5 separate regions of the Mus musculus genome follow, and regions 1, 3, 4 and 5 are each linked to region 2. The links are chromatin contacts, called in public HiCAR-type, HiChIP or PLAC-seq and promoter capture Hi-C maps. All regions are on one chromosome and are shown on one strand. The core of a region is the stretch at or near the end of the contact, and the rest is flanking DNA. Distances in the headings are between cores, read along the strand shown. Region 1 has its middle 15 kb from the start of Cpox. Region 2 holds the start of Cmss1 (cms small ribosomal subunit 1). Region 3 holds the start of Pcnp (PEST proteolytic signal containing nuclear protein). Region 4 has its middle 14 kb from the start of Gpr15. Region 5 holds the start of Cldnd1 (claudin domain containing 1).

Region 1 (4,499 bases), core at 149-2,648, 1.1 Mb before region 2:
TCTGTTTTCTTCCGGTTCTTTGGATGTTCATGTTCTTTCTATTTTATCTTAACTCCTTTTTAAACTTCTGTACCTGCCTAGAATAGCTGCTGTGTATTACGTTCTAAAGCACTGTGTCTTGAGTTGTCTCTGCTACACATTACCTCTTAGTTTTATTTTATAGTTTCATTTAAATTATTTTAATAAATGCTGTGATGCTTTTATTGATATACGATGATAGATAGGCTTGTGATAGGTCTATTATTTTGTATTACCTGTTCTAAATTTATGTTTTAAAAGTTCTCCAGTTTGGATTGGTTTACATTTCTACATTATACTCTACTTTTATTTATTTATGTTCCTTTAGATAGCACCTATGAGGTTTTAGATAGTACCTATAAATGCCCTTTAAATTATGAGTAACTACCATATTTACATTTCCTCTGCTTTAATTCCAGCCAAAAGAAACCAATTTGAACTATCATATTCTCTATCTTTTTAAAGACCTTTATGTGAATGAGTGTTTTTCTGCATGCGTGTGTGTATATATGTGCACCTTTGCTGGCCAGAAGAGGGCATCAGGTTCACTGAAACAGGAGTTACAGTTGGTTGTGAGCCACCATGTGGGTGGCTGGGAATGGAACCTGGATCCCTGCAATAGTGGCTGGCGAGTATTCTTACAGCTGAGCCATCTCCCCAGCTTGATTTGTCAAGATATTTTGTATCCTGACTTCTCCTCTTTTGGTTTTTTTTTTTAACTAAAAATGTAAAAGTCTAGAGTGTGTTTGAATAGATAATTTTGATTGCTTATTTATTGTATGTGCACACACACAGGAGCATATGCCCAGGGATGGATGCCTGTGGAGGTCAGAGGATGATTTGTGGAGATCAGTTCTCTCCTTCCACCATGGGAAGTCTGGGGATTGATCTCAGGTTGTCTCGCTTCTCAGATGTGTCTTCATCCATCGAGTCATCTTACCAGCCCAAAGGAGAAATAAATTTTGAAAATTTTGGTTAGGTGCTGATGATTTTTGTATTCATAAATAAGCTTGATGATGTAAATACATACAGGGTTGTGATGATTTATAGTGGAAATAATTTAATGGCTCACAAAAATAGAGACTTGAAGTCTTGCTGAAACTTCTTGCTGAAGTTTCAAACACACCCTGTGGTGTCCAGAAACTACACACTAGAGATGCCTCTTTGAATAAGTGTCTTTTAAATTTTCTTCAATGTCATTTATTATTCGAAAGTCAAGATACTATGCTTGTTCCTTCTCAGAAAGAGGCAGACACTTTCTCATGGAGTCAGACAACTCCGGATTGGAACCTGTAGGGATTCTGATAAGAACCCAGCTGCAGTCGTTCCGCTTTCTTGCAGCTGTAGCACACAGCAAACGCTGAACTTCAGGCGGTTGTGGGAAACCTGGTGGAGTCACGTGACAAGGCATGTGTAGCAGGCACACTGTGTTGAGTTGCTAACAGTAGTCTGGAAAATCTCTCCAGAGAAGCGCAGTTTAAGAAGCACAGGATTCAAAGGCTCTCACATCTTGTTTTATTCTGCCTTGTCCTTCTCCAGAAATCTCTCTGCCCCCTCCCCCTCTCCCTCTTCCTTCTCTTCTCACTCTCCCTTCTTCCTCAGTTTTCTTCATTCCCCCTCCACCTTCCTCCCCCAAACCAAGAACTACATTTGAGCAAAGCTGTTCCGCAAGGTTCTTACAAGATTGCCATGTTCATGCACAGTTAGAACCTGAAGACACTGCGCACAGCAATGAAAATAATTTTTATTTAGCTTTTACTACCGAGAAAACCTTGTTGTTAATGGATTACACTGTTTATGAAATATTGTGATTCCAAACTGACCAGGCGTGTTGACACAGAGCACAAGCTACATTATCGCCTTCCCTTTCCTCCACAGACAGCAGCTGTACAGTCTTCACCCCGTAGCAGTCACACCTCGTGTAGCCTTTCAGTTTCTCTCTTCTCTGTTTCATTTATATGAGCTGTTTCTTACGCTTCCTCCCCTGGGATTTCCTCCCTTGATTTCTCTGCCCTGATTCAGTCTGTCGCGTCCTTTCTTAATACTGCACTTACTTCCTTGGCCAGGTCTTCTTCTACTTTTTCAATTACCACCTTTATATGAACAATAGGTATGTTTATGCTTCCGGGTTGAATTTCCTCAAGAGCTATAGATTCGCATAAACACTAGCATGGGTAGCTTGTGGGCATTTTAAGCTCTTCCATAACCTCCCCTCATTTTTGTTAATGGCACTTAACACATTCTAGTTATCTATGGCTATTTAACAATCTTTACATTTAATGAACTATCACAGCAACTACCTTATCATGTACAATGATGCTGTGGACAATGATTCTGGAATCTCAGCTATAGCTTGACTCTGCTCACATGCTAGGTGGGTGTCACCTGAGAAGACCGCCTTTGGTTGTCAACAAGGCAGGTCCCATTCCTTACTAAAATGAGGAAAAGTAGGTCCTTGTTCATTGCTTCCTTTCTTATTTATTTATTTATTTATTTATTTATTTATTTAGTGCATTGATGTTTTGCTGCATATATACCTGTGGTGGTGGGGGGGGGGGTTAGATCCCTTGGAATTGGAGTTACAGTTGTGGGCTGCCTTTTGGGTGCTGAGAATTGAACCCAGGTCATCAGGAAAAGCAGCCAGTGTTCTACCTGCTGAGCTGTCTCTCCAACCCCAAAATATATTCTTTTAAAGTATCCCTTCATGTTGAATAGCATAAAAGAGGAAGATAATAAAAACTACCTTGAGTAGAAGCTGCCGAGTTGTATTGCTGGAGATACTAATTAAAATATTTTAAAGGATATTTATTTATTGGCTGGTTGGGTTTTTGGTTGGTGGAGCTGTTGGTTTTGGTGGGGGGCATGCATTGGAATTTTTTTGTTTTGTTTGTTTGGTTGGTTTTGTTTTCTTTAAGGTATATTTATTTAATGGATGAGTGCTCTATCTGCTTGTATACCTGTGTGCCAGAAGAGGGCATCAGATCCTTTTATAGATGATTGTGAGCCACCATGTGGTTGCTGGGAATGGAACTCAGGATGTCTAAGAGAGCAGCCAGTACTCTTAACCACTGAGCCATCTCTCCAATCCTTTGTTTTGAGACATGGTTTCTCAATGTCCAGGAACTTGCTCTGTAGACCAGGCCAACCTGAACTCATAGATCTGCCTTTCTGCCTCTGCCCCTGCCCCAGCCCCAGCCCCTGCCACTCAAGCACTGGGATTAAAGGCATACATCACTATCCCAGCAAGGATATTTATTGACCCAATTATTTTCACAACAGAACTTCAAGAATTTGATAAGCTGGGTGGATTCACATATTATATGTGTTGTTAGCAGGATGTACATCCCAGATGGAACAGATCATGTAAAGGGCTTTCTGCCTTACCCATCTGAAAACTGGAAGTGACCTTAGTCACACCTGAACATGGAAAAATTGCCATGAAGACTAATTTATATATGTGTTTTCATGCCAGATGATGGTGGCCTGTGCCTTTAATCCCAGTACTCAGGAGGCAGAGGCAGGCTGATCTCTGAATTCAAGGTCAATTTAGCCTACAGAGTTCCAAGACAGCCAGGCTACACAGAGAAACCGTGTCTCAAAAAAAAAAAAAAGTGTGTGTGTGTGTGTGTGTGTGTGTGTGTGTGTGTGTGTGTGTGTGTACTAAAATGAACTTTTTAGTTGGGGGCCTTACCAACCACTTCATAAGCAAATTACCTATGACAGGGTAGTGTGGCAACTCTCATCCTATGGCCAGCTTTGTGGTAACTTATTGAGAATACGGTGGCTTAGATCGTGACAAATTGTGTGTTAAAACGTGTTTTTTTAATTATTGGATATTTTCTTTATTTACATTTCAAATGTTATGCCCTTTCCCAGTTTCCCCTCTCCCCTCCAGAACCCCCTATCCCCTCTCCCTGCTTCTATAAGGGTGTTCCCCCATCCACCCACTCCCACCTCCCCCCCCCCCTGGCATTCCCCTACACTGGGGTATCAAGCCTTCACAGAACCAAGAGCTTTTCCTCCCATTGATGACCAACAAGGCCATCCTCTGCTACATATTTAGCTGGAGCCATGGGTCCCTCCATGTGTACTCTTTGGTTGGTGGTTTAGTCCCTGGAAGCTCTGGGAGGAACATATATATATATCCTTTATTTACATTTCAAATGTTATCGCCTTTCTTGGTTTCCCCTACAACCCCCCCTATCCCCTACCTCCTTCCCCTGCTCACCAATCCACTCACTCCCCCTTTCTGGCCCTGGCATTCCCCTACACTGGGGCATAGAGCTTCATAGGACCAAGGGTCTCTCCTCCCACTGATGACTAACTAGGCCATCCTCTGCTGCGTATGTAGCTGGAGCCATGAGTCCCACCATGTGTTTTCTTTGGTTGATGCTTTAGTCCCTGTGAGCTCTAGGGGTACTGGTTAGTTCATATTGTTGTTCCTCCTATGGAGTTGTAAACCCCTTCAACGCCTTGGGTCC
Region 2 (4,528 bases), core at 780-3,279:
ATTTACTTTGTGTTATAGACCCCCCCCCCCGCAAGCCCAGTAAGGTTAAAAGCTTACCTGAAACTTTTTCACTAAGGAACAGATTTTTTAAAATTACACTCATACTGCCGACTGATAAACATTGACAAGCTAAAGTTTAAGTGACTTGTCTTCTATGAAGGTTGTCCAGTTCAAACTCCTGAGAAATGACCCATTCATACCCAAACTCTAACAGTACTTATTCATATGCTATACAGGAAAAGGGGCTCAGGCAAAGCTCCAGTAGTTGTTTCAGCCTTAGCTTCCCTGTGTTCATGAGGTGATCAGGTACTGTTGGAGTCTGTCAAAAGACCCTCACTCACAAAGACTACAGAGACCTCCATTGCTGAAAACCGCAAGAGGTTTTTTATTATTCCAACATGTTGGGGACCCTCCTCAGCACCCAGGCAAGAGGAGAGACCCAGAATAAACAAAAAACATACTTTTTATGCCTTGTAAGGGGCAGATTTAGGTAACAGGGCTATCTGGCTTATTCTCATTGGTGTAGCAAGTAACCCTTTCACGCATTAGTTGGTTTGTATAGGGTGACTATGTAACCCTTTGGCCTAGTGACTCACTTTGCCTGCCCTTATGGTGGGTTATTATCAGCAAAGCAGCACTACATTTTGATCTTATAGGTCAGCTATTAACATCACAGCTCTTAATGTCACAGGGAATTTTAGAAAGGTCAGGGTGGTTTGTAGTCTTTCTCAGAATTCAGTGTGGGGCAGGGTAGGGGGATTTCTCTGGAAATTGCTATCTTGTTATGGTTATTTTTCTAAGAACAGCTCATTTTGTTTTGGCAGCTGTAGACTCAGTCATTTTGACTGCTATGTTTCTGAAAGTCCCTTCAGAGGGGAAGAGGCTGGGTGGTCTTGAACTTATTTTGGATTCTACAGTACCAGATATGGGTGTTGGAGTTGGAGGTGGGGTTAGGGTAGGCTAACTTATAAACCCAGATATCTATTTACTGGTAACAAAACAGTTAAAGGGAAGATACAATTTATATTGTTTATTCAATAGAGCTTGTATTTTTTTCTATAAAGGGTGAATTAGCAAATACACGAAGTATGAATGTATAGACGCACCATATTAAAGCCACTCTTTCTTTCTGGTTAGTTTATGTTGTCCAAAGCGTTCTACTATAAAAGTAACTTATGAGCACCGGTACAAACAACTCAATCGCTGCATTTGGCCTGTGGCCTTCCTGACCTCTTAATACCTGTTGTCAGGCAGATGGCTAATGGAGATGACAGAAACAAATGTACTGTTGAATAAAACAATTCTCCTCCTCCTCCACAGGATGTCTCTGCAGAGTCTTGGGTGTCCTGGAACTCCCCTGTAGACCAGGCTGGCCTTCAACTCAAGGAATCTGCTTGCCTCTGCTTCCCAGATTGCTGGGATTAAAGGCGTGCGCCACCACACCAGGCCCCAAGTTCTATTCATGTTCCAAGGGCCATGGTACTGAATGGGACAGATCACAATCCAAGTCCTCTAAAGAGAATATCAAAACCTGATTAAGTATTTTAAATAGAGAAGTGGTATGTTTCAGGTCTTCAGGATATTCGTCCCTCTTAAGTTGTAGAAAAAGAGCAGCAACGTTCACATGTACAACCAAGTTCCGACATTCATCGTCAGCAACTCTCAGGTGCGTTTCTAAGGACAAACTGCACAGGCGCTGGAACGCCAGAACCCTGACAACCAAGTGAAAACACATCCACGTGCTCGGGTCTCCTCCCGCGGTGCAAGCTCTTTGAAATCCAACAGAGAAAAATCGTCTTAGCATCCGTTCTTGCACTTTCGACATCGGCTTTTCGGCCATAAACCAAAACAAAATACTTAAATATTAAAAAAAAATAACCCAAACCGATGGTAACTCTTTTCTTGTATTTCTAGGCTCAACAGAGCATTTATTTGGAGTTTCTAGGCCGATCTTGAACGTCTGAGCCTGTGTGGAAACGGCGACACCCCTGGCTGCCGCAGCTGGGGGGGCGTGGCGTCTGTGACGTCATCTCCAGTGGCGCGGGCGACGGAGTTCCTTGGTTTTTCCGCGTGTAGCGTTGCTAACGCCGCCAGTGAAGCTGAGCCCAGGAGCGCGAGCGGCCGCCTTGCTTTCATCTGGTTGTCAGTTCGCGTCCGGGTCTCACGGGGATGGCAGACGATCTGGGAGACGAGTGGTGGGAGAACCAGCCGGCAGCCGCCAGCAGCCCAGGTAAGCTCTCGCCCGCCTCCCTCGTTCCTCCTGCCCTGGTCCTCGCCTCAGCTGCCTTACCCGCGTGTGGCAGTCGTGGCGGTCTGCCCGGAGGTGGAGCGCGGAGCCGTGGGAACATGGGACGGCGCGGGAACTGGGGAGGGACAACACCGTGTCACACGTGGAACGAGAGGGACCCCGTCGCCGCCTGCCAGTCTGAGAGGGCTACTTCCTGCGCTCTGGTTTTCTAGACTTTTTACTATTTTCTTGAGACTAGATAGACCGTTTCTGTACAGTTTGTCATAGTGGTTACCAGTAATCCCTGAACTAGGTTCAGATTGGGAATTCAAATCACAGACTCTGATACTCCGACACATTCTCCTTTTTCCTCACGTGTGAAAGGAGTAATTCTCTCCAAAAAATTGTGAAGATGTAGTGAAGGTAATTTAAAGTTGTATAGCACAACACAATTTTTGGCGTGTAGTATATGTACAAAATATTAAAGTAGCGTGTTCTTTATCATGTGTAGTTCGAGCCAGCAAGGGGCTTAACTCTTCTGCTTTACAGCAAATTCTTTTCTTTTCTTTTCTTTTCTTTTCTTTTCTTTTCTTTTCTTTTCTTTCTTTCTTTTTTTTTTTTTTTTAGACAGGGTTTCTCTGTGTAGCCCTGGCTGTCCTGGAACTCATTCTGTAGACCAGGCTGGCCTCGAACTCAGAAATCCGCCTGCTTCTGTCTCCCAAGTGCCGAGATTAAAGGTGTGAACCACCACTGCTCGGCTCCAACAGTTTCTATTATGGTGTACTATGTGTACCCATTCTGTGTGCAGTAGGCATTTTATTTTCAAGTAAAGTAGCATTAAGTAACCCCCCCACTCCAGTGGCCTTGAACATTTCATGCCCCATAAGACTTAACCATGCGATAGCTACTTCTATTGTTACTGTCTCAAGTCACCCTCCAAGGATCCAAGGTCCACCTGTCTCTAGTTTTAGATGGTAGGGTCAATGTCATATTTCCATTTATTTTGATCTCAGTACCATCTCACATGATAGCAAACAGAGTTAACACGTTTAGACCATTTCTCAGTGTGAAACTGAAAGTTACAGCATGGGTTTTGTGATTTAAGGGGAACAGAAGAGTAGAGTGTCAGTCCAGTGGCGAGTGGCAGTCTGGATCCCAGGGTTGAGACTAGACTAGGGATGACAGAAGTAGGAAGCTAAAAGTCAGGTAATCTGTAACTCTCAGTCTCCCCATCGTTTGAGGAGTGTTTCTCAAATGACTCAGTAGCTTCTTCTGAGTCTTAGATGCCCCCTCTCACCATACATGTAACAAGAAAACCGGAGTGTTCAGAAATGCCAGGAGACAGTGGATATGACAGTAATGCCAGTTTTCATTTGTTGAGCTCTTAGTATGATCTAAATTCTGAAACTCTTAATTCTCCTGCCTCAGCCTACCTATTGCTGTCATGCATTGTTTTTGCTGCTTTATGAGCACTAGATTATTCATCTTTGTAAGTGTACAGAGAAGTAGTTATCTTTATCCCTGTTGTATACGGGAGGAAACAGAAGCACTGAGATCTCAGAGATTAGCTTGGGCTTCTCCTGTTGAGTGAGGTAGCTCTCCTTCACAGTCGGATGATCTGAAGTCAGTCTGTCTTGCGCTTGCATTTTTCCTGATAACTACTGTGACCAAAGAGAAGAATCCCATCTCTAAGCAAACCCATTATTGATTTTAAAAGGTATACGATGCGTGCACATTATTATCAAACTGTGTCAGTTGACTCTCAGTCTGATTTTGTTCAGAACTAAATAAGCAGTTTTAACCGTACACTTTATCTTTTTGTCAGTGATTGAGATGTAATCCTAATATGTGATTTATTTTGGAATTCAAACATCTGGATGGCTTCTAAAGTATTCAGTGGTTAATAGGAATAGTGTTGTAAACCTGCCTTTCTCCACACTTCCATGTGTCAGTCCCCACAACCCATCAGTCTCACACAGGCTTGGAAGGATGTGGCTATGTTTCTTTGTTTCCTTTATTTCCTGTTGTGTCTCCCTCCACAAGGTTTCCTGAGTCTTTCTTTGCATTTTGCTCTGTGGACCTATATGTTGTTCTAACTTGTATGAACCACTGTAGTAAGCTCAAAATAGAGGCCTCAGCATCAATATTTGCCCCTCAGCTACCAGAGAATTCAGTCCCCACCGGCTTACCCTGGCTCAGCAGCGCTGCTCCTCACTTGCTCTGGTGCTCAACAGGCTCCATTCCTTTTGTCTCAGGCTCTTGTAGTTCCTTGCTGTCCTTCTGATGTAGTAACTAGCTGTT
Region 3 (4,246 bases), core at 458-2,957, 1.6 Mb after region 2:
AGTATAGCCACTGTTACCAACATCCATGTTTCTCTGTTCTGTTGTTTTAGTTTGGGGGTAGGCCCTCATGGAGCTCAGGCAGGTACTGAAATGGCTGTGTAGCTAAGGATGATACCTTTATCCCATGATCACCTGTTGAAGGGGTACTAGCATTTATTTGGATACAGGGTCTCCCATACCCCAGGCTGATCCTATCTCCACTTCCCAAGTACTGGAATTAGACATATGTGCCACCACTTCATTATGCAGTGTTGGAGATGAAACCCACCATGGGTTTTGCACGTTAGGCAATCACTTGGCCAACTGAGGTACAACCAACAGTCCACTGATATTTTATGGAGAAGTAAAAGCAGGTCTGTGGACAGCAACACTCAATGTTGCTTGGAGGACAGAATGAACTATATTCTCTAATACTGGGTGTATATTACAGGCTAGGAATTGACCAAATTTGGGCAGAGGAATGAGTATAGAGAAAAAGAAGTAAGAAACAGATGAGGCTGTAGCATACTTGATGCATGGATTTCATTGACACTAAATGAATCTACTAAAGGTTTCTAGGAGAGGCAGGACTTAACAGGTGTTTCCAATCTGGAAGAGACGAGTCCTGTATTTTACTGTTGAGTATAAGACAAGTGCTGGTGCTAGCACAGAGGCAGGGAACGCTACAAGACAACTCTTGTGCTGTTCATTGTGTCCATGAAGGTTAAGAGACAAGACTGGCACTAGCTTTTATGATAAAACTCTGTCGGATACTTTTACCTTGAAAGAATAGGGCGATTTAACCAGCAGACAGTTTTACTCCAGACAGTTTTATAGGAGTAAAGAAAACTCCTTGAAAAACACCAAGAAGTGAATAACTTCTAATTCAAAGCAATTCCGAACGTTGAAGCTGGGCTGGGGCGTATTTTAAACGTTATTAGAGAAGGGATGAGTGGAATAGGGTAGATACAAAGCCGACATCTCCAAACTGCAGTAGAGCAAACTACCCTTCTCCGTAAGAAAGACAGCTCCTGCCCTTCGGAGTGTAGCCGGGGATTTTGTTTGTTTTTTATGTATTTTTTTTTAAACAGGTGTTTGAATATATGCAAGTGAGTGTGAACTCTTAGTAGTCGGATTTCTGGAACTGGAGTTATCAGTTAACTGTAGACCACCCAACTGGGAATTGAACTGTCCTCTGAAACAGCAGGAAGCGCCCTTGACCTCCACGTATACCTATTTCTGCTTTTAATGTTTGCTTGCTTGCTACAACTCTCACGCTGAATTTTTCACGAATGCAAAAGCCGCGGAAATTTCTTCCGCCCCAATTTCCGTAAGGCTCTACGACGTGATCTTCCATAAGTCTCTTTTCGGTGTCATTGCACAAATGGAAACGATAATTGCACACCGGACCGCACTGGACGGTGTCAACACTAAGACAGCGTCCGTTAACTGCTGACGTTTCTCTGTAAGAACACAGCCCTATCCCGTAAAATGAAGGACCAGCCGCGACCACCGCTGAGCGTGGAAGCACCTAGGATTGAACCCACCGTTCCACGATCGGTGAGTCCGTACTAACCCGGACGTGCCATCCCACCGCCCAGTCCTCCATAGCCGTCACCACACACCTCGTTCCAGCCAACGACGTCACATCCGTCCCCGTCTCGGGTTCCAGGTCCTCTCTAGGCTGCGGCCTCGCTGGCCCGCCCGAAGCTTTGTGGTTGCTGGGCGGGGCCGTGACGTTCTTGCCCGGGCTGCAGGGGGAGGCCGCGGCGAGGAAGATGGCGGACGGGAAGGCGGGAGAGGAGAAGCCAGAGAAGCCGCAGCGAGCCGGAGCCGCCGGAGGTGAACACAACCCCAGCGTCGCGGGCTACGGGGGCTACTCCGGCCTTTCTTTGGGGTTCCCAGGGCGGGTTGGGGGGCTTTCCGGCATCGCAGGAGCCGGCGGAGCTGGCGCTCGCCCGGCCAGGGGCTGGGCCCTGATGAGTGCCGGGCACGCCCGGTGTGGCCCGCGGGGGAGATCGAGGTCCGCGTCGCCTAATCAGAGAGGCCGCCGGTTACCACCGGGCGGTGCGAAGGGAGGTGGGAGCTTGGCCCGGGAGTCCGAACAGCAGAGAGCTCAGGGCCCGCTGCGCACTCAGGCCGCCGCACGAGCGCCGAGCCGCCGCGGGCACTGGCCGCATGCCGGCTTTCCGAGGTCGCCGGCCTCTCGGTTACACGTAACGAGGGTTGATGCTCTCTTTTTCGCTGCGGAGGTGGAAGACCCCAGCCCACTCTCTGCTGTATTTTCAGACATAACATTTATAAACCCTGCGATGGCATAAGTCGAGGCGATGCAGGGGAGAGGGGAATCTGGCTCAAGCAGCAAACGCTTGAAATTAGGGTTTGATTCGCTTTCTTTCCGGTATCTTTCTTAGGCTGCCAGCAGCGGAGTCTATGTCAGATATTTCGTTGGCGTGGTAGGAAGGTGTGATCTTCCTGTAATTTGTCGCGAAATTAAACTCAGATTATAGCTATCTTTTCGTTCCTCCTACCCCCGTAATTTTTGATGGTGTACATAAAGGAAAAGAAATGCGTAGTCTCTTTTCCCCTACGCCCTTTTGTCGGAAGGATAATTAGCACATGCTTAGAATGTTTTAGCCTTTCACTGTTCTGGCTTTCTTCGGGCTTATCCTTGAAATACTTAAATGTGAGAACATATAGGTTCAGTATCGCATAAAGGCCAAAAGTAGGGTCTACCAAGTTTGTTAATTGCCGAACACCCCCGCCCCCACCCCACCCCCGGTTTGAGCTAGGAGCTCATTTAGCTCTGGCTTCCTGAGTACTGGAATTACAAGCCACGGCCACTTTCTCAGGTCTCTTCCTCATTTTGTTTTTTTTTAAAAATAAACTAGTAAAATAGCTAATGATTTTAGTTCTTACTTTAGACCTTCTATATGTTAAAAGTAGTTTGAGGAAAAACTATAGCCTAAAGTATCTTGGGGTGGCCTTGAACTTAAGGTCCTTTTGCCTTGACTGAGAACATCGTTTTAAGGTACTGCTAAAATGTACCTTAAACGTCTAAAGAAATTCGTGTGTATGTATGCAGTGTACTTGCCACCCTTTCAGTTGAGGGACATTCTGTCCTGTGAATAATATTTCCATCTTAACAGTGTTGGGGTTACATTGATTATTTTATGTTGGTAACTTAAAATAGCAGCCCTTTTCTTCATAATTTGCCTGATTTCGTAAAGCTCACTTTAATATCAGACATACAGGGGTCATGCAGAGTTTCTTAACTGAAACATTTCGCCCATAGGTAGGATTGAATTGATAAGCTTCAGGCAAGTGTTCAGCTCTCTTGGAAAACTTTGTCTAGACTTGGCAACCTTTCTTCTGTGAGACAGCCCACGGTGTTGGAAATACGAGTAGTTTCCCTACTCATTCAACCTCGTTATTGATCCTGGAGGTTGAACCCAAGGCCCCATTTATGCTAGGGTTGGGCCTCACGACCGTGCTCTATTTTAGTAGGGAGACGATCCCCTGTGTAGCTCTTTAACTTAAGTAGAAACTTAGATTTAGAGACAAGCAACTTAATGTGTAATCACAGCCATTTCAAGCTATCAAGGGTTACGCCAAGAGCCACTTCAGTGATGTGTATATTTCCTGTGTCAGAACAGGACTCATGGACTACCTGTCCTGTCAGAGAGCTACTGCAGTCCTTGGTTTTGGGGGGTTTTTTGTTTTGGTTTTTTCTTTTCCCCCAGACAAGGTACCAGAATGCACATGACTCAGGAATGGTACCTTTGTGGAGTTGTCCCATCTCAGCTAGTCAGGGAAAGAGAATAATTGTAGTAGGTTTGGTTTAATTGATATTAACTTACACATAAACAGAAGGCTTTGCTAAAATATTTTTTTATCTAAAAGCTAACAATTTGTGTAATGATGACTTACAAATTGAAAGGGCAGAGGCTGGAGAGATGGCCCAGTGATTAAGAGCAGCAAATGCTCTTCCAGAGGACCTGGGTTCAAATCCCAGCACCTATATGGCATCTCACAGCTGTCTGGAATTTCAAGATCTGACATGTCCAAACAGACATACATTCAGGCAAACACCATTGTATAGAAAATAAAAATAAATTATTTTTTTAAAAAAACAAAGGATGTTCTTATTCACAAATGCTTGTTCATTTATTCATTATAATTCATACTACTAAAGATATTCACAGTATTAGTCAACAGTCATTCAACATTTTTTCGCCCACAGTTCTAAAATACAAAATGTCTTAGT
Region 4 (4,718 bases), core at 2,053-4,552, 1.1 Mb before region 2:
AGAGGAAAATATTATAAAATTAAATGATCACACTTGGGAATGAAAGAGTAAGACTTCCAGCTGTAATCCAAGCCAAACACAGGGAGTAGATTCCCTGGGTAAATAGAGAAGTTGGTGGCTCTCATACAGCTGGCCCATGTTTGATAGTCTTTACTACATGAGATTGGAGGATGGAGTCTCCTTTTAGAGAGAACTGCTGTGGAAGCAGCCTGATAGGGTACCTCAGGAGAGTAAGTGCCTTGGATGCCTGCTCAAGGAGGAAAAGTACCTCAGCCCTCGCCAAAATATCTCAAGCAACAGTTCCCTACCATCATCTCTCTGTTGAAAGTGAATCCACAGTGAGGAGAAATCAGAAGTAAAATATTCTCTGGTGTATGCAATGGTGTCTGAGTTTGGAGGCTGATTACGCCAGCAAGATTTTGCTGAAAGGACCCTGATAAGCTGTCCCTTGTGAGGCTATGCCAGTGCCTGGCAAACACAGAAGTGGATGCTCACAGTCATCTATTGGATGGAACACAGGGCCCCCAATGGAGGAGCTAGAGAAATTACCCAAGGAGCTAAAGGGGTCTGCAACCCTATAGGAGAGACAACAATATGAACTAACCAGTACCCCCAGAGCTCGTGTCTCTAGATGCATATGTAGCAGAAGATGGCCTAGTCGGCCATTATTGATAAGAGAGGCCCCTTGGTCTTGCAAACTCTATGCCCCAGTAGAGGGGAACACCAGGGCCAAGAAGTGGGAGTGGATGGGTAGGGGAGCAGGGCGGGGGAAGGGTTTAGGGAACTTTCAGGATAGCATTTGAAATGTATATAAAGAAAATGATAAATAAATAAATAAATAAATAAATAAATAAATAAATAAATTTTTAAAAGATAATAAAATAAAAAAGTAGAGAAATTTAAAAAAAAATATTCTCTGGCAAATCCGCACTCCTAAGGACTGAGGTGAGGGAGAAATGTGTGTGCACGTCACGAACCTAACAGGATTCCCTAACTCTGCCCCTCCTCAGGCTAAGGGACTAGGGAATACAGTTTGTTACTCATTCTGGTAACAAATTGCACAAGGGACTGTTTTTTCTTTGGATGCACTCATTGTAAGTATACTTAACACACACCGTGACTAAAAGCCCAGATTTAAAACAGGGAGGACATCAGCCCTGAAGCCCTCCCTCAAATGCCCATCATTGTGTCCAGAAGGCTGCTGTAGTCAACCTGACAAGGCCTTGCCATAGAACTATTTGAGTCTGAAACCCTTAATGGAACACATCCTCCAGCCAGTATTTCCCTTTGTCTCAGTTGGCTTCATCTCTTTAACTGCCTTTCTACCCAAAAGAATAAGCTAAGTTTTCTCCAAGTTCTAACTAAGCCAGATTGGCAAATGATGCAGCAAAGGGCTTCCATTCTCCATGCCTCTGCTCCATGGGTGTGACTAACCAGCTGTACTGGTTTCTGCAAATGGTAAAATACAGTCAGTAGACTTTTTCTCTGTGAGCAGTGTCTATTGGCCAAAGGGTATTGGCTTCTGCTTCCTTCCTCATTTAACATGGGCCTTTAAACCCCTCAGTAATACAGACTACAAAGGCTTTGGCAGGGTCCCTTGCAATAAATCCATTTCCACAGAGTAATAACATATGCCCAGTAATTAGCCTTCTCTCAGCATTGCTAATAAACCAGCCTTTGCTATCTGTTCCTGCTCATCTGTGTCACCCCTGAATTAAGAAGTAGTCATAACTAATTAACATCCAGCCTTCAAGAAGGTCATAGTGCTTGCTATAAATACTCTGCAAAGCAATGTGTCTTCTTACAGGCTTAGGGCTTATAACCTAAGCCAGTGTTTTTCAACTTCCTAGTGAGATTGGGGTTCAACTGGAGTAGAAAGTATATAAAATAGGAGGGTGCCATTGCTTTAATATTAATCATATACCACATCTTGAGGGAAAGTAAGTTTAAAGCCTGTCTAAGACATTTAAAATAAAAGCTTTGTGACACACAATGTGTAGCAGGGGACTAGTTGAGAGAAGAATGAGGATAGTTACATGACAGAAAACATCGTCCTTTATTTTTCTGTTCTCAAATATGCAGCATTACTAAGTCAAATACTGACAAGTCACTAAAAGTGTTCTGTGGAAGTTGTTCCTAAATGTTAGAACCTGTTTAGAAGGAAACCAGCAGTCACCATGGGTATTAACCCCAGGTCTGAAACTGGTAGGATTAGAGTAGATGGACTATAAATGTGCTCCACCTTAAGCCATCTGGCAACATTCGTCTTGTGTGTCTTCATTTATTCAGCTGATCATCAAGATGCTAACCTATCTAAACACTGTGGTCTAAGTAATCTTAAAGAATTTTCATAAAAAGAAAAAAATAAGCAGTTGGGCCAGGATGTTACCTGCTTCCTTGATCAAAATTGTGTTGGTTTTTGCTATCCTTCTCTACTGGGCTATAGAATTTTCTCCAGTTTCTAGCACTCTCATGCACCATCCTAATTTCCAAATCTCCTGTGTTCAAAGACTCACTCTATCCAGGCTTATACAATAAAATCAGGAGATAAGAAAAAAAAAAAAACACTTTGGAATAGGGCTTAGGGCTAAGGGAATCCAAAGCACTATTGGTTTGCTTTCCTCCCAAAGGATACATGAACTGAGCAATAAGAAAAAATCCTTCCCTACTCTCTTCTTATGTGACCAACCATCTCCTTTATAAGCAGGTGATTATTTACAAATCTGATCTTATAAAGTGGTTTAGAACTGAGTCCCATTTGGAGTCACTCCACACTGTATTTTTGTGTTTCTCCCGTGACTTATGAGAGTGATTTAACTGTGAAACATTCCAAGCATTTAAACAAAGAATGGTTGTAATTTAAAAGATAAGAAAGCAACCGTGGCTAAAACACAGGGCAAGGGTTATGAAAACACTCACCTAAGCCAAGTTTATCTCAGAAGGAAGAGGAAACAGAATGCAGGCTAAGCAGAGTTTTCTAAAATTGGACCAGGTCACCCGGGGCGACTGCGAATTAAGAGTAAACACCTCTGCCCTCCTCTTTTCAAAATGCCTTGTCTGTATGTGCAGAAATGTACCTTAAACGACAAAAAGTCACAGAGTACTGCTTTTCATATTTCAAATAAGATTCATATTTGCCAGTTAAAACAGTTCTGTGGAATCCAGAAAGACAAATGAGAGGCAAGAAGAGAGAAAGAGAGGGAAGTGGGAGAAGCATCCCAGAAGGCTTTTTCTGGAACCTCTTCAGCTACAGAGGAGGTGGGGCCAGCCTGAGCCTAGCGTGCCATTCTTGAAGCACCCTTGGGGTGACTCATTTGTTTTATCGTTTCTCATGAAATCGAGAGGTGGTGGCCATCACTGGAGAGTAAAGTGTGACATGCTGACTGATCTCATTACTTAACAAAGGAAAGCAATCACACGCAAGGAGCAGAAACTCCCCACTCCTCTACTCCCAGGGGCTTCATAGAAAGGCTATTTCCACCCAAGAAGACAGGTGTCAAATGAAAACATGGTCAAGAAGAAGAGAATAAACATCTTTTTATAAAAATGTAACACTAGTAATGAACAATCGGGATTTCCACCACTCCCCTCACTGCAGAATTTATCTTCGTATTTTTAAAGTTCTCTCCTTTTCTAAATGTAACACACAGCTTTTAATTGTCCAAAGATCCCCTTGTGGTTTACTTCCTCTCAAATAGATACAACTCTAATAGAGCAATAGGATAAAAATGTCACATGTCTGTCCTAGAGATTGCTGGGGTTCGAGAAGTAATACCCCAAGTATGTCACTTGAGCATGCTGAAAACTTTGAGCTAAGCAGAATAGGAAGACCTCGGAACCAAGGTCTGTAACCTTCTGCCCTCTCACTCTAACTCCCTATTCTCTCAAGGTGTGGGGAGAAGCTTTTCCTGACATGTTTCATATGCCAAAAGATGCACAAGTCACTGCCATTGTCCTGAGTCCCCTCTGAAGGAATTGCCTCCATGTGGAAGAAAGCAAATTACATTGCAGAAAAGATGGAAGATACACCGTCTACTGTGACAGGCAGGCTCTGTCACAGACTGTCACCAGGTCTTCAGAGAGATGCTCAGACACAACTTGTCTGTGTAGCAAATCGGCCTTGTTTCCATTCCACTGGCTCAGCACAGGCTCCATCTCAATCTTCTTGAAGATGCTCCAAGCTCCTACTCTCTTCATCCTCAGGGTGCTTACCTGCAAATATGAGCTGTTCGTCATGTATCATGTCTGCGGGACGTTTGTGCATGCGTGCAATTTAAATGGTTTTTCTCTGGTCAGTCTGTCTATGGTCCGTTTATTTAGATTTATTTATTAAAACATCAAAGAGAGTGGGAGGAGGTTTCCATCGTCATCAGACACCAATGAGCTAAAAGAAGGAAGTGATCATACAGCAAGGAAACACGGAAGAAGTCAGCTTCCCTCTCTCCTGGAGCAATGGGGGCATTAATTTAGCCTGAGCTAAAATAAATGGCAGAGACAGGTTTCTGATGTTGTGCCACACTTGGAAAAGAAAGAGCACAGCTTTCGTGGGTCATTTACTGGGGTAAAATGGATAAATGTACTTCACTAAATATGTTCCAGACATATCTAAGTTGTCCTTAAAACAATAAGATAAACTAATTCTTCAGTCTTATAGATGGGAAGGTAAGCGCATCCCATTCAGGGACAAGCAGAGACAAACTGGCAGAATCCAGGCAGGC
Region 5 (4,357 bases), core at 37-2,536, 1.1 Mb before region 2:
TTCTCTAGTCTATCACCTGCATACTAAAACAGACAACACTGAAAAGGACATACACATTACAGGTACAAACAACAGACATGCCCATGGTCAGCAGTGCAGCGTGCACACCTTAAATGCAGAGTGGATTTTTACACAAGCTATAAACATGCTATGTGTTTTCAGGCTTGTGTGAGAAAAAAGACAGCAGAATAGGAAACGAAGACCCCCCAGCTTTTTTAGTGGGGAGGCTTACAATTATAAATAAGGGCAGAAGTGAGGTGTAAGTTGGAAATCAGAGTTGAAGGTGTTAACCCGAGGGGAAAGTTTAAATGTATGTCATAGCAAAGAGAGCAAAAACACCATGTTAGTTATCAATCTCCTTCAATTCAATTAAAGCTAAGCCAAGCCTCTTGACACAACCGGATTCTTCACTCCTTACTCTCCCCGCCCCCCATTCCATTACACACTTCTCAACCTCCCAAACTGTAATACTGCTCCGTATATCCTAAAATATAGCACAGATCCATAAAAACTAAATAATCCCTACTCGCAAACAGAAAAGTGACTTAGGCAAAATCTGAACACTCCCTAGGCGTGGACAGGGCTCCACGGCGGTAGTAAATGGCCGCGGTAAAATGACTCAAGGCAAGATCACGCTGAGTCAAACCCTGCCAAATGTATGCACACCGTGACAGCACCAAACCCCTCGTCTCAAGCACCCGTGAAAACAGGCTTACAAACTGGGGAGCGGAGTTTGGAAAATGGGGAGTGACTGGGGAAAAGACCGGGGCGACTACAGTCATCAATAGCCCAGCAAGTGCGATTTGTATTCTGATTCTCAAAATTCTCGTCCATCCTGGTGCTCTCGGATGACCTTAAAGGCCGGGTTCTGGAAGCTGCGCCTAGCGCAGTCACCCTGGGCCGCACAGCAGGGCCTGGCATGGGCGGGCGGAGACCGGCAGGGCTGGGCGAGCGCCCTGGGTACCCGAACCCAGCCAGCCCCGGCCCCTTGGCCCGGAGCCCCGCCCCTCCCCGCCCCGCCTGCCGCTCCAGCCCCCGGGCCTGGCCGCGCCAGCAAGGAGCCCTTTCCCCAGGTCGCGAGCCGAGCCGGCCCGCGACCCCGCGAACTCACCGCCCATCCTCTCACTCCACCGGCTTCGCCCTCCAGCTCCGACCACAGCACCCTACTCTCCCCGCGCCTCCTCTGACGTACTTCCCTGCAGAGCCCGCCCCCTCCATAACTCCCGCGCCTCCGCCTCCACCTCCACCCCAGGCCGGGCCAAAGCGGCCCTGGGCCGAGGGGCCTTGTGGGACTTGTAGGAATACTGGAGGAGAAGGGGCTAGAGCCAGAGGAGAGCATGCCTGACGACGCGCGAGGAATTGTGGGGAATGTAGTTCTCTCCGAAGAAAGAACTCTGAAGATCAGTGAGGAAAGCTGAAGTCTTAACTGCGGGATTGTTACACCTCAAAAAAGGAGGGACCAAGCTCCAGAAAGTGATGGGGGAGGATCTTTGGTCAACCATAGTCAAAGGCTTTGATTTAGCCGAGATCTAACGTCGAGTCTTCTGTTTTCCCTACGATAACACCCTACCTCTAAAAATCAGTACTACGGAGTTGATGAACTTTAATGGAACTCTACTCTTCAAATATCAACCCCCCTCCCATTTCCTACATCGTCCCTCCCATTTGAACAACGTGTTCTTCTGTTTTGTTTAAATGTAACTAAGGATCTAACTAAACTAGCATTATAACCTGATATAATTACGTTATTCTTGTTTGAAGAAATCTGTTATTTGCTCTCTACTGTAATCAAGTTCCCTGTTTGTTTCAGTTGTAAAAAACAAAACAAAAAAACAAAACAAAAAAAAAAACCCAACTTGTAAATCCGAAGGATACTAGATTTCAAAAATGTTACTTTAAAGTGTGAATGTAATATGAAATGGAATTTAGAGATCATTTTCAACAGAAAAAGTTGTGGGTAGCCTCGGAGACAGATGGCTGTGTGACATGGAAGCAATGGAATGATTCTAAGCCCTCAAATACTTCACAGGAATTTCTAAACAGGTAGAGAAGATTTTTTTTTTTTTTTTTAAGTTAGAAATCGTTTGCCTTTAGCTTGTGGTTCCGGTTCACCATCACAGGCTGTGTCTGGAAAAGGACTTCTGGCAGAGCCCAGTATCCACAAGGCATGACTAGATTTTCACGGATAGCATCAAATGAAAACGTAATTTGCCTCAGGTGTCATCTTGAAAGCTCGATGAGTGTGTAGAGTCGAATAGTGAATCCACAGTAAGACTTGTGAATGCACTTATGCAGCAGATGTCTTCATCCACCGGCCTTCATGAGACGTCTACTTCCTGAAGTAACTTGTGCAACCAATTCTGGTAAAGAGACATTTTTTAAGAAGAAAAGAAACAGCCTAAGTTTGTAGACAGAGAAACTGAAGCCCATGAAGATGAACTAACTTGGCAAACATCAACACTGAGGTTAGTAAACCAATCTTAAGACACTGGACAATTTACTTCATAATCTTTAAGATAAGATTGCCTTTGGTTTTCAATATATGGACTTTTGAAAATAGAATCTATAGATAAGAAAATGTAAAAAATGTCAGGCAGAGGACCTGAGGATTGTTAAGGAATCATTAAAGCATTATTTACAATTGAATGTCCAGTGTTTGAATAAGATCAGTAGAAGTAGCTTTTTACAACTCCCGATTGTCCCAGATGAAGAGGAGAAGCCTGTCATAAATAGTGGTAAGTGTTCTTGCACACCTCAGCTGGCTTCCGGACCTGTCTGCTAACTACCCAGCTGCTAGACTTGCCAGGAGGGCATTTCAATGTGTTTGTTTAGTCGTGTGCTCTGGAAGTTCTAAGTCCTGGGCTCACAGTACACTTAGTCGTCATGACACAGGAGGTACGAGGTTCTGGAGTCACTCTACAAAGGACAATGATGCCTTCACCTTCCAACAGCACAGAACACCCAGAAAACGCTCAGAACCCTGTTCACTCACAAGCTTAGGGTCAACATGGAAGTGTGTCCTTGGGGTTTTGGCCACCCTGAAAGCCACAGAACAGAAGACCTCAACTTCCTTCTCAAACACAGTCCCACAGACCACACATTCACATTTCTGAGTTATCTCTGTATCTTTGGTGTTTTCCAATTTTTATTTATGCTATGTTCTGTGGGTAGCAATCATCTGTAATCAATTTTTAGAGTTAAATGTTTACTCCTACTTTTTGCTGGGCTGCTAGTCTCATATGTATTATTAATGAACCAAGTAACTTAGCAACTATCACAGATTATGGGATATAGGCTTCAAACAGTGTTGAACTAGGCTTCTGGCTAAATTTTCTAAAGCTGATGTTTCTAGTGTTCAGAAGGAAAGTGTTGTAGTTATGGTGCACTATAAATGAGCCCAGTAACAGAAAAATCTATATGGTTAGATAATGCTCTTTCCACAATAATTACCTTCCCTCTCAGGTTCCCTAATATTCTTAAATACAATTCTTATTTAAAATGTTCACTGTTAACTTGTGTTAATCAAAATATAGCAACCTTGCATATTCATCTTAAATATTTGTTCTATTTTTCTTATAAACTTTGGTGATCAGAAAGGAAAATAGAAATAGTTTCTGAGTTCTAGCCAAAGGCTAAAATTGTGATCAAAATTGCTTTGTATCTGTCTACTATAGAACAATGGCTAACCTTGATTCAGAAAAAAAAAAGCAAATAAAAAATTGCATCTTAAAAAAATTTACAAATTGCATCTTAAAATAACTGTGGGGCATTCACCAGAAAAGACTGCTCAGACATGGGTTTAAACCAATAAAAAGACTTTATTAGCAGGCTGCTGACTACCCTGGGTGTTCAGGATACCAGTGTATATCTGAGCCTTTCTCAGGGTAAGCTTTTCAGCACAAAAACCATATTCTAGATTGGCATACTTCAGTTAACAAAAATAAGTAGCCAGAAGAAGAACTACATAAGCTAAGAAGAAAGCAAGGTAGAGACTTTCCCAGAACTATAGACTTTGATGGGCTACGTGTTTGTTTCCAGGTGATACTGTGTACATGCCGAGTTCTATGGTCTGCGTGGCCTTAATGGAGTCACCTGTGCTTAGGTCAGGGGCTAAGTTCTGGGCTAGTTTGTCCCTGTTATTTATAAAATCCTATTAAGTGTCTCAAAGTGAAATAAATTATAGTTGTTTGATTCCTATTGCTTGTGAATGATAATATAATAAATAACCATTTGGAGATGAGAAATTTGAGTTAAAATTGTACTTTATTTTAAAAGACTATGGGTCTTTCTGGGTCCGAGTGACCTCATTAGTTAAATAGCTATTAAACCACTACTCAAGTCCTAAATTGTATGACTC

The links. Promoter capture Hi-C pulls out the DNA fragments that hold promoters and counts their contacts. HiCAR-type assays count read pairs that join an accessible place to other places. HiChIP or PLAC-seq counts read pairs in DNA pulled down with a chosen protein or histone mark.
Region 1: a promoter capture Hi-C map of pre-B cells shows a contact between it and region 2. The contact joins the enhancer-like site here to the promoter of Cmss1 in region 2. A contact is called at or near these places in 9 of 39 promoter capture datasets (the HPC-7 cell line, cranial neural crest, embryonic stem cells and 6 more), 5 of 115 datasets of contacts at active chromatin or transcription factors (embryonic limb bud, embryonic stem cells, forebrain and 2 more) and 2 of 9 other capture datasets (liver and pancreatic islet).
Region 3: an H3K27ac HiChIP or PLAC-seq map of microglia shows a contact between it and region 2, with 8 times the contacts expected there. The contact joins the promoter of Pcnp here to the promoter of Cmss1 in region 2. A contact is called at or near these places in 3 of 39 promoter capture datasets (the 3T3-L1 cell line, pre-B cells and second pharyngeal arch cranial neural crest) and 2 of 115 datasets of contacts at active chromatin or transcription factors (large pre-B cells and microglia).
Region 4: a contact with region 2 is called in a promoter capture Hi-C map of liver, with 4 times the contacts expected there. The contact joins the enhancer-like site here to the promoter of Cmss1 in region 2. A contact is called at or near these places in 14 of 39 promoter capture datasets (the 3T3-L1 cell line, 3T3-L1-derived adipocytes, the C10 cell line and 10 more), 1 of 115 datasets of contacts at active chromatin or transcription factors (embryonic forebrain) and 1 of 9 other capture datasets (adipose tissue).
Region 5: a HiCAR-type map of astrocytes shows a contact between it and region 2, with 5 times the contacts expected there. The contact joins the promoter of Cldnd1 here to the promoter of Cmss1 in region 2. A contact is called at or near these places in 18 of 39 promoter capture datasets (the 3T3-L1 cell line, 3T3-L1-derived adipocytes, the C10 cell line and 12 more), 9 of 484 Hi-C or Micro-C datasets (B cells, CD4 T cells, CD8 T cells and 6 more), 4 of 115 datasets of contacts at active chromatin or transcription factors (the 230-238 cell line, astrocytes, embryonic forebrain and 1 more) and 4 of 9 other capture datasets (adipose tissue, embryonic stem cells, liver and 1 more).

Annotation. Positions count from the first base shown.
Region 1 is chr16:58,683,245-58,687,743 of GRCm38.p6, reverse strand. No RefSeq gene overlaps it. Among named protein-coding and RNA genes, the nearest start is that of Cpox, 15 kb to the right of the region's middle. Within about 2 kb of position 1,398, at least 75 of the 459 cell types and tissues checked have an H3K27ac peak or open chromatin away from gene starts, as enhancers often do. A contact at or near this core is called in pre-B cells, where this site is marked.
Region 2 is chr16:57,604,368-57,608,895 of GRCm38.p6, reverse strand. Cmss1 (cms small ribosomal subunit 1) reads left to right here and starts at 2,029. Exons shown (of 10, transcript NM_025599.3): 1 at 2,029-2,230. The coding sequence starts at 2,170.
Region 3 is chr16:56,027,178-56,031,423 of GRCm38.p6, reverse strand. It overlaps Pcnp (PEST proteolytic signal containing nuclear protein), which reads left to right and starts at 1,707. Exons shown (of 5, transcript NM_001024622.2): 1 at 1,707-1,821. The coding sequence starts at 1,758.
Region 4 is chr16:58,702,160-58,706,877 of GRCm38.p6, reverse strand. No RefSeq gene overlaps it. Among named protein-coding and RNA genes, the nearest start is that of Gpr15, 14 kb to the left of the region's middle. Within about 2 kb of position 3,302, at least 81 of the 459 cell types and tissues checked have an H3K27ac peak or open chromatin away from gene starts, as enhancers often do. A contact at or near this core is called in adipose tissue and liver, where this site is marked.
Region 5 is chr16:58,724,839-58,729,195 of GRCm38.p6, reverse strand. It overlaps Cldnd1 (claudin domain containing 1), which reads right to left and starts at 1,286. Exons shown (of 6, transcript NM_171826.3): 1 at 1,112-1,286; 2 at 1-23.